2 separate regions of the Mus musculus genome follow, and region 1 is linked to region 2. Evidence: chromatin contacts called from public HiCAR-type data. All regions are on one chromosome and are shown on one strand. Each heading gives the region's core, a stretch centred on a gene start, on an enhancer-like site or on the middle of the called end of the contact. The rest is flanking DNA. Distances are from core to core; before and after follow the strand shown. Region 1 overlaps Fndc3a (fibronectin type III domain containing 3A). Region 2 holds the start of Dmtn (dematin actin binding protein).

Evidence for each region. HiCAR-type assays count read pairs that join an accessible place to other places.
Region 1: a HiCAR-type map of astrocytes shows a contact between it and region 2, with 5 times the contacts expected there. The contact joins the enhancer-like site here to the promoter of Dmtn in region 2. A contact is called at or near these places in 2 of 39 promoter capture datasets (hippocampal neurons and liver), 3 of 115 datasets of contacts at active chromatin or transcription factors (astrocytes, large pre-B cells and stem cell-derived neural progenitor cells) and 1 of 9 other capture datasets (embryonic tail).

The regions. Positions count from the first base shown.
Region 1 is chr14:72,600,492-72,604,584 of GRCm38.p6, reverse strand. The region is part of intron 3 of Fndc3a (fibronectin type III domain containing 3A); the gene reads left to right. Among named protein-coding and RNA genes, the nearest start is that of Fndc3a, 110 kb to the left of the region's middle. Within about 2 kb of position 1,469, at least 368 of the 459 cell types and tissues checked have an H3K27ac peak or open chromatin away from gene starts, as enhancers often do. A contact at or near this core is called in astrocytes, embryonic tail, hippocampal neurons and 2 more, where this site is marked.
Region 2 is chr14:70,624,631-70,628,719 of GRCm38.p6, reverse strand. Dmtn (dematin actin binding protein) reads left to right here and starts at 1,655. Exons shown (of 16, transcript NM_001252662.1): 1 at 1,655-1,981.

The sequences.
Region 1 (4,093 bases), core at 220-2,719, 2.0 Mb before region 2:
CAAGCTTTAAGAACACAGCAGGAAAAGGAGCAGAGAAATCATAGATCTAGAGTTTGGACATTGAAGTCATTGACCTGACAGCAAGTGTTGGGGCAGAAAGAAAAAAAAAAAAAAAAACAACTCACTGACTGTCAAAATAGCATAGGAGGGCAGAGTGGCGCAGTGAGAGAGAACAGGGAAGTAAGCGCCCATCCCACAGCCTCAGGGGAAATGCATTCATAATGGAATAAAAGGTCAGCTATTACCCTTTTCCACTTTAAACCAGTGTCTCTTCTCCTCTGGCCTCTGACTTGCTTTTATTGAGTCAAGTTGCCAGGGGTGTGTCCTGCCAGGTTTTTTTTTTTTTTTTTTTTTTTTTTTTCTTCTTCAGGAAAGACACTGGGCCTTTAAATAGGGCCTGGCCTTTAACATGTGATTATATGAAGCAACCCTGCCTTTGCCTATGTACCCTCAAGTTACTTATCTGCTCCTGCCTCAGCTTCTCTAGTAATGATACCTCAGTTTGCGTTAACAAGTAGGACACTCCACATGGTTCGTCTCACTGTGTAATCTTTAGTTTTGAGAGTCAGCGATCATACTTTTACTTACAATAACTATCAGTTACTGAGAGGTCCTAAACAGTGTATTTCATGTACTAGTTTGTCTAACTTGATTCTGCAACAGTGCTTTGAGGTTGATCATTTTAACCTTTCCACAGGAGACAGAGCCCAATAGTAGTACATTTGCCATGCTAGTAAGTATCGGAGCTCATTTTAACTTTTAGTATCACCTAGTACCCAAATCCATCTTCCCCACTGTGGTGCGTGTCACAGATCCCAGCCATTGCTTGTGTATGTAAGCAGTTGATAAAGTTCCTCTGAACTTATATGCCCTCTTAAGTAATTTACGGGGCGTATTTTTTTTCCAAAAGAATAAGTTTTCACCTCAATTAACTGAGTATTTTTCACATTCCTGCTTTAAGAATACTATCCACCAAGGATCTTTCCTTAATGTCAAGAGTAAGTTCTATTTTTAAAATAATCACTAAAAACAAAGTACACTGACTATAAAAGCAGAAGCCTTCATTAGCTTTTAAGGAAAAACAAAACAAGCCTGAAATATATTCCACCTGTAAGGAACTTGTCATTTAATTCTATTGTGTGGGCAATTCTCTGTGTGTTATAGGCATAGCTTGAGTATCGAGCATGAAATGATCACAAACTATACACTCATATTTTGGATCAAGGCTTTGAATTCATTTTACCCCAATCTTTCTATGTGAAAAAGCAGCAGGCTGCGTTAGTCAAACCGCGAACACAAAGAGGATGGTTTTCCATCGCGTGCCTATCCACCAGGTTCTTTTGATTAGGGTTTACTTTGGCTCTTAAGGCAGAACGCGTTGCAGTCAGGAAAGCAGCTGAAGAAGCCTTTAAGTGTTTTGTTTCAGTAGCGCCCCAGCGTACCCTCTGCGCTGTTTCCTCTCCCGGTCTTTCCCGGTTCACTGCGGGTCATGTGATACCGGTCACGTGACTCGGTCAAAGGATCTTTTCCTCTTACCAGCTTTGAGGAAAAAAAAAAAAAAGCGAAACTGTTCTCCAATTAAAGCTGCTAACGTGTACTACGCCGTTTCCTTGTTGGGTTTTCTTGTTCGCTGGCTGCTGCTCCTGTAGAAACAAAATGAGTGGTAAGATTTGCTGATTTTGAACATTCGCTTTTATTTGAAAACATAGGAAGCTTTTGTATTAACCTAAAGCCGTGTTGTGTGTTTTTAGTGCCAAATCTGTTCGCTTTAGAAATACTACATATTGTTATGTGGTTATGAAAATTGTAGACTCTATGAGCTAGAGTGATTTTAAATCTCATAGCATGCCCCATTCTGGCTGGCCTCTTGATTTTTTTCGTCTTTTCTCTTTTAAGACTGATCAGAAAATTGGCATCAGGTAATTTGGAAGCCATTGTGTGCGGCAGGAGTCAGCAGTCAGCAGTCCGTTGTTTATTTAATTTTAAATGCTTAGACAAATCTGTAGTTTTGGGTTTTTTCTAAAAGAAATAAAGAAAAAATTGAATATGAATGGTAGATTAAGAAAGACGATAGGTTTAGTTTATGTTAGGTAAAATGAACTAGGTATAAATCATTGATGGTACCTTTAAGAATTGGGATGGGAAGTTTTTCATATTTAAGGCAAATGACAAACAGAATTGTACCCACTTTTGCAGATTTTAAAAATAAGTAGGCCCTTAACAGTAATGTAATCACTCTGCTTTGGGGTAGCTTTTGCCTAAAGCTTGTCAATTCTGAAGGAGCTGTTAGGTGTAGCTACAGTTGTTCAGGTACAGCTTTCTTGTGCCAGGTGGACATGTTATGTACTCCTATAACAGGTTTGCTTCTTCCCTGGACACAGTCTGCTTTGCTGCATACAAATTTAAGACAGTTTGCAGTTAATTTTCTAGAACTTTCTGAGTTAGAAAGTACTGTTGGACCTGAGAGGTAGTCAGGCATTGTGTCAGTGAGTGTCCAGGGTTTAGAGTTTGATGCAGGACAAGCAACATGGTGCTGCCAGCATTGTGGATCTGAATATCAGTACTTGTGTTTACTGTCTATGTATTGGGGGTGTGGCAGGTTTGTGTTCAGTGTTGAATATATCCCACCATTATTTTAGATAAATGTACATAGCACTGATAAATTATCTTTTTAAAATCTAACTGTGTGGCATTTCTGCCTCCGAACTAGAAAATTTACTTAAGTAGTCAAAGTGATCACGTCATAAAGGAGTCCTTTGTGAAACTAAATGATGACTTGTTCCAGCAGCTATCAAAGTAAACTGTGAGCTGAGTCCAGTGGCACATGTCTGTAATCCTAGCATTGTGGAGGCTGAGATGGGAGTGTGGGTGCATCGCCTGAAAGTTACTGCTCTAATAGCCACAGAGAAACAGAACACCGGGTTTAGTTGTTCTGCTTTGAAGATGCCTGTCTGCTTTCTTTCATTTCCACATCATCTTCATCAATCTCTGTCTGGCATTAATGACTTGACACAAGGTTCAGCATGGCAGTGGGTGCAAAGAGCCTGCAGTCTAAGCTTAGTACATAGAGCTCAGTAAAGTTTCCTTGACTAAGTAAACAAATGCAATTTTCAATAAAATCTCTAGTTCTCAGCCAATTTCCACATTTTATAAATAATATCTAGGGCGGATCTTACAATTTAGAAGGCTAGTTTACTGGTTTATGTGAATTAGTTAATGAATAAAGTGACCATTAGTGTACAACTGTTCCCCTTTCTCCAGAGAGCAGAAATGTATTTTGAATGAAGCCTTTCTAAATAGAGATTTTAAAGAGGATCTCACAAATGCTGTTTAGCAAATTAATAGGTAGCATTTACTTAAATTTAGAATTGTGGTCCTGCTTTCTGTTATGTTTTTCAAGGAAATAAAAACAAAGGTAGACTTAATTTCCTTAAAGACAAGATCTAATGACTCATGGCAGTTACTGACAGTGAGAAGCATTTCAATGTTCATGTGATGTATATCCTAAGAAATGAAACTGTTAGCTTTTAAATTCCAACTGAACCACTTGAGCAAAGTTAAGTTCCCTCTGCCTCATTTTCTCTCCGGAAAATGGGTAATGTTAAATTTAGTTGCTTGATTAAATGATTATGAAGAGAAAAAGTACATTTAAAACGTGGCTTATAGTATTAGTGTTCATGAATTATGATTAAGATAATACTTAGAGGGGCTGGAGGGGTGACTCAGGACTTAAAAGCACTTGTTGCTCTTACAGAAGACCTGGGTTCAGTTTCTAGCATCCACATGGTGCCTCACAAGCATCCATAACTCCAGTCCCGGAGATCCAACACTCTCTTCTGACCTTCACAGGCACCAGACACATAGATAAGCACACATGAAGGCAAAACACTCACGTAAAACATAGTTTTAAGGTAATAGTCAGAAGACCTTCATTTACTTGGAGGTTGTGCTGTTACTTAGCTGTAGAGCACTTGCTGGCCAGGCCTGAGCACTGCAGCTCCGTGCATTTTCCAGGTTTCTTTTGGACAAGTGTGTAGGTGGCACAGTGTACTGCAGAAGTCTGCACTCGCTCTGCTTACTTTCTAGTAACCAC
Region 2 (4,089 bases), core at 406-2,905:
ACCTCTGGAGACCCTTATACTGGAAAACATGTCTCCTGGAGTGGGGTCTGGAAGGGACTGCTAATCAAGGGATGAGGAAACTAGGCAGGAGCAGAGTCAGGAATCTGAAGGGCCTGCCGAGTGTCAGATCCCTGGGTCCTTGGTCTTCCAGAGGGATGGGGAATGCTTAGGAGTAGGCCTCCCTCCCCACCACTCTTTCAGACCCAGACTGGGGCGGGCAGGCTGGCCGGCAAGGGTGGGGTTGAAGGGACAGTGAGAGGCTAGGCTGAGGACAGGGCTAGCTATGGAGAAGGACTGGTAGCTCCTCCTCCAAGGCTGTGTCCCCTTCCTACACATTAAAGGTATACCCCACGCAGATCTCCTTGGGACTGGATGTCCCTCCCCTAGCCCAGGTGGGGTTTTGTTTGTTTGGTTTTGTTTCTGTTTGTCTGCCCCTTCCACAGGGCCCACAGTGGCTGCATCCCAGCAGCTAAGCCTGGATTCCCGGTCCTCCTTCCCCCTTTCACGGCCACTCAGCTACCTGCCTTCTGTCATTTCTCCTTCTGCCCAAGCCACCTTCAGGTTACAGTCGTCCCTGTCCTCTGCTACTCCAGATACACCCCTCCCTTCCTGTCTCCTCCAGTCCTCTTTTCTTTGAAGACGGTCGGTCGGTCGGTCGGTCGGTCGGATGCTGAGGCCATAGTCTTACCTGTCTCCTTCAAGCCCCTCCCCCTGAGATTTTTTTTTCCATTCAGAAACCCCAGAGCCCCCTCTCCAGATCCTAGCTTTGCCCCAATAGCTGCTGCTATCATCAGCTGACCGGCTGTGGGCAGTGGTTACCAGGGCAACGGCAAGGCTGCCTAGGTAGGCAAGTCTGCAGCCGACATGGAGGTGGGGAAGAGGCCAGTTAGTGCTAATAGGGGTTAGAGGGCTAGGCTTTCTAGATGCACCCCAAAGCCAACATTGGAGGCCTGGAATGGTTGAAGTTTTGCCACAGAGAGAAGGCATGTCTCTTTGGAATATGGATGCCATCTGATAGAAAGCTTCCTTTTGCAAAAACAGCTTTCCTGGGAAAAATCGGTCCTTCATTCTCTCCCTGGCCCCTACTACGATCCCCAGGGGATCAAGTTTACAGAAAATCCAATCTGAATCTGATGTATTTATGACCTGGTTCCTTCCATCCTTCTATCTGTCCTCCTCAGAGAGGGTTAATGTTTGGATGGCCAATTCGGGTGCCCCTGCTGTTCCCTGTCCCAGAGGTGGGGGGATCCCCCACAGAGCCTCTCATCTGCTTCTGGAAGATGGTGGAGCATTATGAATGGGGTTTGAATTGCAGGTTCTTGGAGAGCCGGGTGGGCATAGCTCCCCTCAGTTATCAGTAACAGCCGCTAACTTGAACTCTGCTGGAGAGGCTCTGAGTGTGGATATTGCAGAGCCGGGATATGGGAAAGGGGGAAAACGCAGCGCAGCCGATTCTGCTTCGTCATGATGCCAGCGAATGAGCCCCTTGTTTGAAATGGATCAGCTGCAGCAGCAGCAGCTGAGATGAACTGGACCAGCAACACGCCCAAACGCACACACTCACACACCCTGGGGCCCGCCACTATCAGTTGTTGGTGGGGAGGGGCCCGGGGCCCGCCCGCCCAGAGACCGCTCCTCGTCCTGCCCGCCCACCAGACACCAGACTCGGACTCCCCAGCTCCGGGAACCCAAGCCGGTGGCTTGCAGAGCAGCAGGGGACTGGTGAAGCGGGTGGGGGTTCAGGAGGGAGATCAGACCGCTGAGCTGAGACCAGCTCCCCTCCTTCGCCAGCTCCCACCCCACCCACCCACCCTAAGCCGGCTTTCTTCCTGTTATTTGTGCTTCGTAAAGCGCGGCTGGGTTCCTGGAGAAGCTGCCTCTTACCTAGATTCCTGAGAAAACGCGGCCACCCAGTCGACCAGGGCCTAGCCTTTTGCTTCCTGGGGCTTCAGAGAGCCTGGGCCCCACTGTCTGGGAGGAGGTAGGTGACAGGGTCTTTTGCCTCTCTTTCTTTACGTAGGTATTTTGGGCTGTACCTCTGGATCTGGCCATGGTTTTGGGTGATATCAGAGATGCTAGGACAGGGTCAGCTTTGGAAAATGGTCAGTGGGAGAATAGGCCTAGGTGGCCAGACAAGGTGCTCAGCTGGGTTTGACCCGATCAAACTCCCTTTTTATTTGGGAGGAAGGATCTAGGCTGTTGCCGTGCAAAGAGTCCATATGGGCCCCAGCATTCCCTTTCATGGACACCCCCCCCCCCAAGCTTCTGTGGCCAGAATTTCAAGGGGTGGGAGCATGGGGCACAGTCTGTGGAGGGAGCTGTTAGCTTTTTGCTGAATGATGCAAGACATCTTTGGCAGCCTCCCTCCCGCCAGGCCAGGTGCCCTCTGGAGTGGCAGGGGTCCATTGAGGGGGCCAAAGCCGCTGGTTTCCAGCCCACTCTGGAGCCCCTCCTAGCTGAGGTTAGCCTGGTTAGGGTAGGGATTCGTCGAAGAATGAGGCTGTGTAGCAGGGTGTGACTGCAGAGCTTAGCCTGGCTCTCTGCCTGCGAGCAGCTAGTGTACTGAGAGAGACTGGGTGCTGAATAAACCTGGAGAGCCCCGGGGGTCCTAAGGGATTCCTTTCTCGGCACCAGACACGCCATACTCCTTTGCTGGGCAGGCACACCTGTGCGTCTCCTCCCAGAAGACTGGTTGCCAGGCTGTAGGTCTAAGACAAGCAAGGCAACGGTGCAGTGGGAGTGGAGGGATGTGGGGATGGGTCAGGTGAGGGCACTGGGAGTATTGGGGTTCACGTGCTCAGAACAGGGATGGGTTCAGCAGGCCATGCCAGGGAGCTGTGAGCACAGATGACGGGTGCCAAGGGGAGGATCAGTGGGTGGGTGCAAGTAGGTGTCCTTAGCACCATGTGTCATTGTGTGGGGGTCTGGCAGGGAGAGTGGGCGAGTGCTCTGGCAAGGAGGGCGGCAGAGTCCCTGTGTGCACCCATGTGCAGTTCTGTCAGCAGCCATGTGTTGGGCAGAGCTCTTCTGTCTTCTGCATGTATGCTCCTGGGAGTCTTGTCTCCATACAGCTAGTTGGTCTTTCTGAGGCTAGGAGAGCATCTGTCTACCCACTGGTGGGCAATGTCTGCAGAATTCTTTCAGAGCTCACGTGTGGGGAGAGTGGAATGGGGACCTCTCCTGAATTCTAGAATCTGGATTTAGGGTGGGAGTTTCCTCTCCTCCCCAGATCTGCCGATCCAGCTATATATACCTCAGGACTCAGATCTATAAGGAACGTGTTTGGACAAAGCAAGCCTGAGCAGTGGAGGGACCTAGCTAGAAAAGAGAAACTTACCTCTTCTGAGGAAAGAGCACAGAAATGGCCACTAACTCGGTCAAGAGGGGAACCTAAGAAAACTCTAATGAGCTCAGGCATGTTTGCAGGGGAGGGAGGCAGGAGGGGGGGTCAAAGGGAAAGGAGCACTCTTGTCACTGAGAGTGGGTAGGCAGGTCCTGGAACAGACGGACTCCGTTATCTACTCCTGAAGCTGCCTGATCTTGTTCAATGGGACAGGTGTCATTCAGAGTTGGTATGAGGAATGCATAGTCCAAAGCAATAGGAAAAGGATCAGAAAGCATTTGCATGAGCGAGAGAGAGAGAGAGAGAGAGAAAGAGAGAGAGAGAGAGAAAACAAGAGAAGAGAAAGTAACAGGGCCTTGGTGGCCTGAGAAAAGGCCAGGGATAAACTTGACTTAAGTAAGGCTTTTGATGAGCCACTGGCCTAAGCAGGCCCAAACCCTGCTGTCCCGTGTCTCACCCCACCCTACAATACACACATTCACTGTAGTGCGCGCCCAGTTCCCGCCCTATTGACTACACCACCCTTCTCCCACCCTAGGATGCTGTTTTGGGAACGGGTGACCTAGCTGGAGCCTGTCTTTATTTCTGGCATTGCGTTGTTGTTGCCACAGCAACTGTGCAAGTGGGGCTGGGAGGGGGAGAGGGAGAGGGAGAAAAGAAGAAGAAGGGAAAAGGAAGGCAGGAAGAAAGACAGAGACACTGAAGGAAACAGAGGCAGAGAATGGGCCTCCCACCTGCCTGACCTA